Linked DNA regions of Zea mays: all the other regions are linked to region 2. Evidence: chromatin contacts called from public Hi-C data. All regions are on one chromosome and are shown on one strand. Each heading gives the region's core, a stretch centred on a gene start, on an enhancer-like site or on the middle of the called end of the contact. The rest is flanking DNA. Distances are from core to core; before and after follow the strand shown.

Region 1 (3,152 bases), core at 41-2,540, 270 kb after region 2:
TGTTCCAATAATACCTTTTTTCTATTGGATTCTTGAAATCCGATAGGACCAGCATCATCTGAACCTTTCTCCCGTTCGGTGAAAACAAAACATGTGCGCGGGGCCGCGGGTGCATCGGATGTGTTATCAGTCTTGGCTGGAGCCACGTGGGCATGTGTTTTCGGGTGGAGAAAATACCGCACACCTGTGGGGTCTGTGGGCCAAAAATCGTGGGAAAGAACTTAGAAACAACTAGTAAAAGATGTGCGAATGCCATAACCCGTCTATCCCAAATACTCACATTTTTGTCGTGCCTGCAAACCCGTACCGTTTGACGCCTCTGTCGCGCTGTGCTGCCGCGGCAATACGTGCCTCGTGCTTGAGAATGATTGAGATCCCGTGCGCCCATCAGCCCATGTGGGAAGGCGAACTAACTGCTTGTCTTGTTGGTTCTGCTCAGCTCTTGTAGCACTAGGCAGCTGTGCTCCCCCAGTCCCCTCCTCCCTCCTCATGAAACGGGCGGGCGATGATTCCTGGGCATGTGCTCGCTCGCTCGCTCGCTTGCCAACAACATGTTAGCGTCGGGCACTGAAGCTGGTAGCCGTCGCTGTCGCTGTCGTTGTCGAATCTAATGGCCCGAGCCGTCCTTGATTATTCCAGGCGTGAAACCTTATACCAAACACGAATACTCACTCCACTCCACCTCTGTTATTTTTTCCAGCTCCTTTTCCGCTAGGGAAGATTTCCCGTGGACGATGGAAAATCTCAAAATTCCAGATCGGTGAGGTGAAACCGAAACGAGCACACCACGTAACCGAAACCCGCACGGGCACAGCTTCCGGCCGGCGCGGGCCTTTTTTTTCCTTTCCTGCTCTGCTCAGCTTCCCCGTTTCTTCCCGCGTCGATCACCTCCGCTCCACACATCATTTCCCGTCGTCGACGATCATCTCTATAAAATGGACTACCGGACGAGGAGGTCAAAATACCAGCCAGCTCCGATCGGTCGCTCACGGGCGTCGAGATATTTTTGGGAGCTGATATCACCGCGACGCCGCGCACGGAGCCCGGAGCAAGGCGTGGTGGGACCGGTTATTGGTAGCGTATAGCAGCCCCACGCGCGGACAAAAAAGGAAGTCGGCGAGGGGAGCTGGACTCGGTGCCGACTTTGGCTGGGAGGCTGACCTCAGGGCCCAAGTGACCGACGGTCCTCCCCTCCCCTCTCCTTGGGGGGTCGGTCGTCCTCGTCCCTTGGGCTGCGCTGAGAGCCTGGACTCCTCCTATATAAAGTCAAGCGGACGTCAAAGATCAGTCGTCCGCCTCTCATCCCTCCCGTTGCGGCCGACCATCACCAACGGAAGTCGGCAGAGTGAGCCAAGGCCCTGTGTGTGTGTGTGTCTGCCACATTACCTACCCAGATCGAAATGGCGCGGTGCCCAGCTGCTCATGCCGCTCTCTGCTCCCTTGCTCTGCTCCTCCTGCTTCCAGGTGAGTTCGTGATCTCTGCTCTGCTCTGCTCCGCTCTGTCCCCGCCCTTTCGCATTCAAGCAGTGCGCGCTGCTGTTCCGTGACCCCGCGCTGACCCTCCGTGCGGCCGGCGCGCGCGCTTGCCTTGCAGCTGCGCGGGCGGCGACGTTCACCATGACCAACAACTGCGGCTACACGGTGTGGCCGGGGCTGCTGTCGGGCGCCGGCACGGCGCCGCTGCCCACGACGGGGTTCGCGCTGGCGCACGGCGCGTCGGCGGCGGTGGACGCGCCCGCGGGCTGGTCGGGCCGCGTGTGGGCGCGCACGCTCTGCGCCGCGGACGCCGCCACCGGCAGGTTCTCCTGCGCCACGGGCGACTGCGGCTCGGGAGCCGTCCAGTGCAACGGCGGCGGCGCCGCCCCGCCCGCCACGCTGGCGGAGTTCACGCTCGGCGGATCCGGCGGCCTGGACTTCTTCGACGTCAGCCTTGTGGACGGCTACAACGTCCCGATGCTCATCGTCCCCGCGCAGGGCGCGGGCGGTGGTGGCAGCAGCAGCAGCAGCAACGGGTCCGCGGGCGGCTCGAGCAAGTGCATGGCCACCGGCTGCCTCGTGGATCTCAACGGCGCGTGCCCAGCTGATCTGAGGGTAATGGCTGCGTCGGCGTCGGCGTCCGCGTCCGGCGCCGGAGGGGCTGTGGCGTGCCGCAGCGCGTGCGAGGCGTTCGGGTCGCCGCAGTACTGCTGCAGTGGCGCCTACGGAAACCCCAACACGTGCCGCCCGTCAACCTACTCGCAGTTCTTCAAGAACGCTTGCCCGCGCGCCTACAGCTACGCCTACGACGACTCTACCTCCACCTTCACGTGCGCCACCGGCATCAGCTACGCCATCACATTCTGCCCGAGCACCACCAGGTAAATTCTTTCCCAAAATGGAGGTTTCCCTTGTCATACAAGCTCCAAAGGTTAGTGTTTACCTGAAATGGCACCAAATTATTGAGGTGGCTGAATGCCTATTCCGGATGGCAAATTGGATAGCTTGAGACCAGAGGCTGAGACATCACACAGACAGTCCACACCACTAAGGCTTTATTTGTGTACTCTATTAGGGCTTGTTCGGTTCTACCCCAGTCCATATGGATTGAGGGGGATTGAGGGGGTTTCAATCCCTAACAAATCAAAATCCCCTCCAATCCGTATCAATCCCCTCCAATCCATATGGATTGAAAATAACCGAACAAGCCCTTATTAACCTCACTCCATATCGGTTGAGATGTATTAGGGTTTAAGGTCATGTTTGGTTTGATCGACTAAAGATTAGTCCCTTCATTTTAATCTTATTTAGTTTCTAAATTGTCAAACGGTAGTACTAAAATAGGAGGCTAAAATGGACTAAACCATATTAATTCCACATTTGCCCCTCATTTAGTTTAATTGTACTAATAGCAGGAGAATGTTAAAGGTCATTTTAGTGTTTTTATGAGTCATTTAGTATATTTTTACTAATTTTAGTCCATAGGACTAAACATGTTAGGTACTAAACTTTATTCTCCTAACTAAATTTAGTCTCTAGACTAAAGAAACCAAACATGACCTACATTAGTTTAAAATACACCTTAATACATCTCACACGAATTGAGCTCAATACTAGAGTATCCAAGCTAGGTTTAAAGAGTTATTCATTTTACTTTTAATTCATGTGAATTAAGT
Region 2 (2,884 bases), core at 113-2,612:
ACATTGTTATGTTCTGTATTAGAAGTATCTTCAGCAGCCTTTTTTGCAATAGCCTCTTGCCTTGCCCGCTCTTCTTCCATAGACAACCGCAGGGCAAGTGCCAATTCTGGATCTACGTTTGGGTCCACACCAAATTCAAATCCAGATGCTCCAGTAGCTGCGGCAGCTGCTGCGGAAGCAGCAAAACCGCTTCCACCTTCTTCACCAGTAAATATAGGAGTGCTGGGTAAAGATAGAAAAACAAGGTTAACATATATGCAGCATAAGAAAACTTAGAACCCGGTAACGTGGCACACAATTACCTTAGGAGGACATCAGAGAGGGCATTTTCACCAGGAGGGATATGAACAATGTGACTGCTATCACTGCTGTTAACAGCAGCAATCAATGCTTCCAGTTTCTCAGGTTTTTCATCATCGGATTCACCAAAGTCAACAATGTCAAGAGCAACATTGTTCTTTTTCAGCTTCTTCCCAATGGTCTCCAAAACTTTCTTGTCGTACTTCACAGGACTGATACACATGACAAGACTCATTAACTTAAATTCAAACAGAATTAATGATCGCCATAAAAGTTATGCCACCACTGCATACCTTCCAATGAAAGCTATAATCCTCTGCTGCTGCCTCTTGTTCTGGCGATGCTTTAGAGCAAGCTGGGCAACCTGGATTGCCGCAGCCAAGTTTGCCTCAGCGCCAACTTCTAACCCTATATAGTACATTGTTGTGCATTACTTGGTTAAGCAAACTACAAGTACCATGATCTAACAACTTATGCGACAGATTAAGCAGTTGCACTGAATCCCTAAACTAATTGGCAAAAATTCTCTCAGCACAATAGTAAAGAAAATGTTTTGGGATCGATGTGAGCTTACCGTGCATACAGGCGAGAATCTTCCCGAGGTCGCTGGTGGGAGTGACAAGCACGCGAACACCCTTCCCGGCCATTGTCATCACGCCTACCGTGTTCTCCGGGTTTGACTGCACCACCCAACAACCAGAAGCAATCAGATCCGGAATCCCAGAAACCCTAGCTCACAAGAAACTGCGAAAGTACGATCGATTGGTTCGGTGGATGGGGCCGGGGGTACCTGGGTCTTGGCGCCGCAGATGAGGTTGACGGCATCGGCCTGCGCCTGGAACCGCGACGGAGCGTAGTCGCCGTTCCGCATCCATTCCGAATTGTCTATGCAGATCATCGTTGCCTGCAAAGGAAAACCAACACGATGGGAGATTAGTTAGGGATCGGAGTTCTCGGAGCGAGAAACGGCAGCAGGGCGCATGTCGTACCTCGAGCACCATGGCGCCGCCGGTGGACGTGTCGCTGCCGGTGTCAGGGCAGGGTTTGCGCTGGTTTGGGGAGCAAGATAGAAACTAGTTATTAGGAGACTAGAAGGGACGGATGTGTATCACGCTCTCTATCCAACCATTGTCCTATTCTATACATTCTCCGGTTATTTCTAATTTATAATTTATTTAACCATTTTACACTAAATTTATCAATACATATTATTAAAAATACATTATTGTTATTAGTTTTTCTGGTATCGTTTAACATATAATATATTTTACGTATAGTTTTAATTTTTATAATTTTTATAAAAATAAATAAGATGAGCCAGTTAAACTTAGACAAAAAATTAAACGGACTACAAATTGAGACGGAGGGAGTACTAATTAGTTGACCATGGATTATCATATGGATAAACCCTGCTTAAATATGATAGTAACACAATTCAAACCCATAGGCTATCATATCGCGCTAAAGGGAGATCGTCGTGGACTAGGACAGAGTCAACACACGCATCGATGGTCAGCGTGCTTCCGGATCGAACTAAACCAATGTCGAGTTAGGCATGCAGTAGTTCTGTCCCTATTGGTGCAGTGGATTCGGCAGTGCGCCTCACACAGAACTGAACGTGTGATGCCACACTTCTAGGTCATATCACGTGGATCTGGTTGTGCTCGTGGTGCGCCTAAGATTTCGCCCTACAGTCATCGGGAGGTGATGTGGCTAGAAGAGAGGTGGAGACAACAGGTGATGAGGTATGTGGTGTGGGGTGAGACGAGATAAAGTTTTTTCTCTCACTATTTTTTCACGCTCACGAGATCACGGATGGTGAGGGAAGATGTATTATATTATAAATAGCCAAATAGGTTGTGTCTAGCCCCCAGATAAGACACATTTAATAGTGTTGTGGTCTAGCCCGACATGATTCAAAGTGTGCCCATGTTGTTTCTAGGACGTCTTCTCAGACCGCGTTTCTAGCCCAGCCCAACCCGATATATTTTTTATTTTCAAAACATTAGTTTATATATATACTATACTTGTCCTTTGTATAACACAAATGAACATGAGCTGTAGTGGTTAGAAGATGAGCGCTTCGTTCCTTGCAACCATAGTTTGAACCCTAGGTGTGCCCCATTTTTTACTGTTCCGCTGGGCACACGCGAAGAGGCGGACGACGCACGACGAAACTCCTACTTCAAAGATGTAGAGATAGATATTTTAGTAAAGGCTCAAACTATGCATAGAACGCTAAAAAAATTCACAGCTGAGTGAAGTTAGAGCTCTCCCTATGTCCAATAACTAATGTAGGGTGCTACATAAGTGTCAAATACATATACATGATTCATATGACAAGAATGCAAATCATAGAAACAGAAAATCTAAAAATTACTCAACACAACATTGACACTCCAAAGATATTCAACGCAACAAACAAAAGACCTGGCACCACATAAAGCTATTCTAATGTATGTATACTAAAATAGTATAGATGTGCTAGAACAACATACATATTACATGTCATTGTCCATCAAACATATAGAGTGTAAGTGAGCATAATATTACATAAATAGAGTCTTCAGTCGCGAAAACGACT
Region 3 (2,931 bases), core at 364-2,863, 350 kb before region 2:
TAGTACCAGGAAATTTCTTGATACCCTTATTCACCATGACACTTCTCACCGAGGTAACATCTGCCCATCTCCCAGCTCTAGCATACATATTAGATAACAGCACATAGTATCCTGTTTGTTCAGGTACTAAGCTGAACAGATTGTCTGCTGCCACGAGTCCAATGTCCATATTGGAGTGAATTCGACAAGCTTGTAATAAGGCTCCCCAGACTCTTTCATTTGGCTCAATCAGCATTGTCGTGATAAAATCATATGCCTCGTTTATACATCCAGCACGGCCGAGAAGGTCCACCATGCAAGTGTAGTGCTCTGCTTTTGGAATGATATGATACCTGGATGTCATGGAATCAAAGTAGTGCTTTCCATCAGCCAAAAGTCCAGCATGGCTGCATGCTGCTAGAACAGCAACGAAGGCAATAGAGTCTGGTTCCAGCCCCTGTCCTAGCATCTTCTCAAAAAGATCAACAGCCTCTCTTCCATGACCATGCTTTCCATAAGCAGATATGATTGAAGTCCATGATATCACATCCCGGGCACTCATCAAATCAAAGATTTCCCTAGCATCCTTCAAACAGCCGCAGCTTGCATACATGTCCATGAGAGCATTTTCAAGCAACAAGTTAGGGCACATATTTTTTCGCTTGATAATCTCGTGGATACGTTTTCCCACTGAAAATGCTGATAGCTCCCCACATGGAGGAAGAACAGTTGCTAGAGTAATTGAATCTGGCTCAACCTCATCCTTTTCCATCAGCATGAACAGCTCAACTGCCTTAACATGAAATTCATTGTTAGCATATACAGCGAGCATAGCATTCCAAGATATAAGTTCCTTAAACTGCATATTGTCAAACACTCTCCTCACAAACCTAATGTCATCTGGCTTGGCGTTCCCCATAGCGGGTAAGATACCTGCCATGGTGCCGGCATCTGGCATTGAACCCTGCAGCACCACAAACTGCTTGAAAACCTCAATAGCACGGTCGAACAGACCCACACGCGCGAACCCCGCGATCATAGCATTCCAAGAGACGACGTCCCGGTGCGGCATTCCGTCGAACACTCTGTAAGCGTCCTCCGGGCGGCCGCACCGCGAGTACATGCTGATCGCGGAGTGTGCCACGTAGACGTTCCTGTCGAGGCGGAGCTTAGCGACGGCGGAGTGGATCTGGAGGCCGAGGAGGAGATCCTTGGACGCCGAGCACGACTTGAGCGCGAGCGGGTAGGTGTAATGGTCGGGGAAGCAGGCTGGGCCCCGCGGCCGCATGGAGGCGAAGAGGACGAGCGCATCGCGGTGGAGAGAGGAGGCGGTGAGCGCGCGAATGAGTACGTTGAAGCAGACGGTGGTGGTTCTGCTCCTGCCGTCGGGGGAGGAGGACTCGAGCACGGTGTGCGCCAAGGGGAGCGCGGAGCAGGCAGCGTAGGCTTGGATGAGTTTGACGTTAGCGTGTGCCGCGGATGGGTGAGAAGGGTGGAGCAGCACGAGGAGCCGCGCGTGCGCGGCGCGCAGGGATGGGAGGTGGGCGGGTGCACGGCAGGCGGCCAAAAGGCGGAGGAGAGACTCGCCGGACGTGGGGAGGTGGCTCCGCGATGCGTGCATCCGATCTGCTGGAGCCTGGAGTGTCGTGTCCCGTGGTCACCGTCGACGGCGCGAGACACCGATGATTAGGACCGAAAAAAAAAGCTGGAGCTCCACGAGCTGACTCGGGCTCAGACCGGCTCGACGTTTAGAACGAGGCTAACAAGCCGAGCCTGTTTTTATGGATCGTGGTTCGCTATAGTTCGTGAGCTGGCTCGTGGCTCGCCAACAACAATTTAGTACATAAAATTCTGATTAACATATAATATTAGTACTGAGAATTATGTTATTTGAGTAGACAATTCATTTATGAACTCGCCTTGCTGGAAACGGATTGAGCCGAGTCTTCTTTTGAGAGGCTGGTGATATCCTAGGCGGGTTAATAGGATTGATGTCTCTTCTGTTTTAGAAAGTCTACCTTAAAAGATTTGCATGAGTAAGTGATTCAGACATAGAATGCATGACGCGTATAGGCTTAGAGGGATCACATAACATGCATACGACGACACTAGTCACACAAACGTGACTAAAAGAGAATAAGATTGACAGATTACATTACCAATAAGGTACATCTTTTTTAAGTATAACTCAAAAGAACCTCTGGGTTAAATATGTTTGGCTTAAAACAATTTTGAGATGGGTGACCGATCGAGAAATTTTCTCGGGTGCGCATAAGTGAGGTTAAAGTACGCACAAAAGACATGTCAGTATGTATGATGGTCTATAATCTTAGAGGGTTGTCAAGAGTAAGTATCGTCGGTCAACAAGTAAAAGTGGTGTTATAGAATATCACATTACTACTCCATCGAAACTTGTTGATTGTCCTCAAGTAATAGCATGTCATGTGATGCATAGTTGCGTACCCATATTTACTCATCCTAAAGTTGCTAGTGTGAAGATGTGCAACAGCATGTCATGTAATCATAGTTGCATACCCATATTTACTCATCCTAAAGTTGCTAATGTGAAGATGTACAAGTAGACTGACACGAAAATGTATGTATGTCAGGGTTTAGTTATCTAAAGGATAAGGATGTCTCCAGCAAATCATATATATAGTTAAGGGCGAACCCATATTGGTCCCAACGAGGGCACATGCCCCAGCTCAAAATCTGCTAACTAGAGTTAATAGACAATTTTTCACCATTAGTGCCCCATCTCAAGCAAATTAGAGGCCCTCACATAAGTACATATTCAACAAAACTTCACATATGGATAGAAGTATGCCCCAGCTTAGTTTTTTGTCTGGGTCCGCCCCTTATATGATCATGCAAAACATTGTTTTGTATTGTAGACTATATTATTCATATAGTGAAGTTTAAAATACAAGATGGGATAAGAGGTAGCATGGG

Evidence for each region. Hi-C and Micro-C count contacts between places; a contact is called where the count stands out from the background.
Region 1: a contact with region 2 is called in a Hi-C map of ear, with 2.5 times the contacts expected there. The contact joins the promoter of LOC100193461 here to the promoter of LOC100272940 in region 2. A contact is called at or near these places in 4 of 25 Hi-C or Micro-C datasets (bundle sheath, ear, leaf and 1 more).
Region 3: a Hi-C map of leaf shows a contact between it and region 2, with 5 times the contacts expected there. The contact joins the promoter of LOC100194323 here to the promoter of LOC100272940 in region 2. A contact is called at or near these places in 6 of 25 Hi-C or Micro-C datasets (bundle sheath, ear, leaf and 2 more).

What each region holds. Positions count from the first base shown.
Region 1 is chr1:33,257,276-33,260,427 of Zm-B73-REFERENCE-NAM-5.0, forward strand. LOC100193461 (putative thaumatin domain family protein) reads left to right here and starts at 1,291. Exons shown (of 3, transcript NM_001399093.1): 1 at 1,291-1,464; 2 at 1,595-2,357. The coding sequence starts at 1,401.
Region 2 is chr1:32,986,627-32,989,510 of Zm-B73-REFERENCE-NAM-5.0, forward strand. It overlaps LOC100272940 (26S proteasome non-ATPase regulatory subunit 4-like protein), which reads right to left and starts at 1,363. Exons shown (of 11, transcript NM_001147392.1): 1 at 1,290-1,363; 2 at 1,091-1,204; 3 at 875-980; 4 at 594-708; 5 at 303-512; 6 at 1-222. The coding sequence starts at 1,301.
Region 3 is chr1:32,641,159-32,644,089 of Zm-B73-REFERENCE-NAM-5.0, forward strand. It overlaps LOC100194323 (Putative pentatricopeptide repeat-containing protein), which reads right to left and starts at 1,614. Exons shown (of 1, transcript NM_001139361.3): 1 at 1-1,614. The coding sequence starts at 1,600.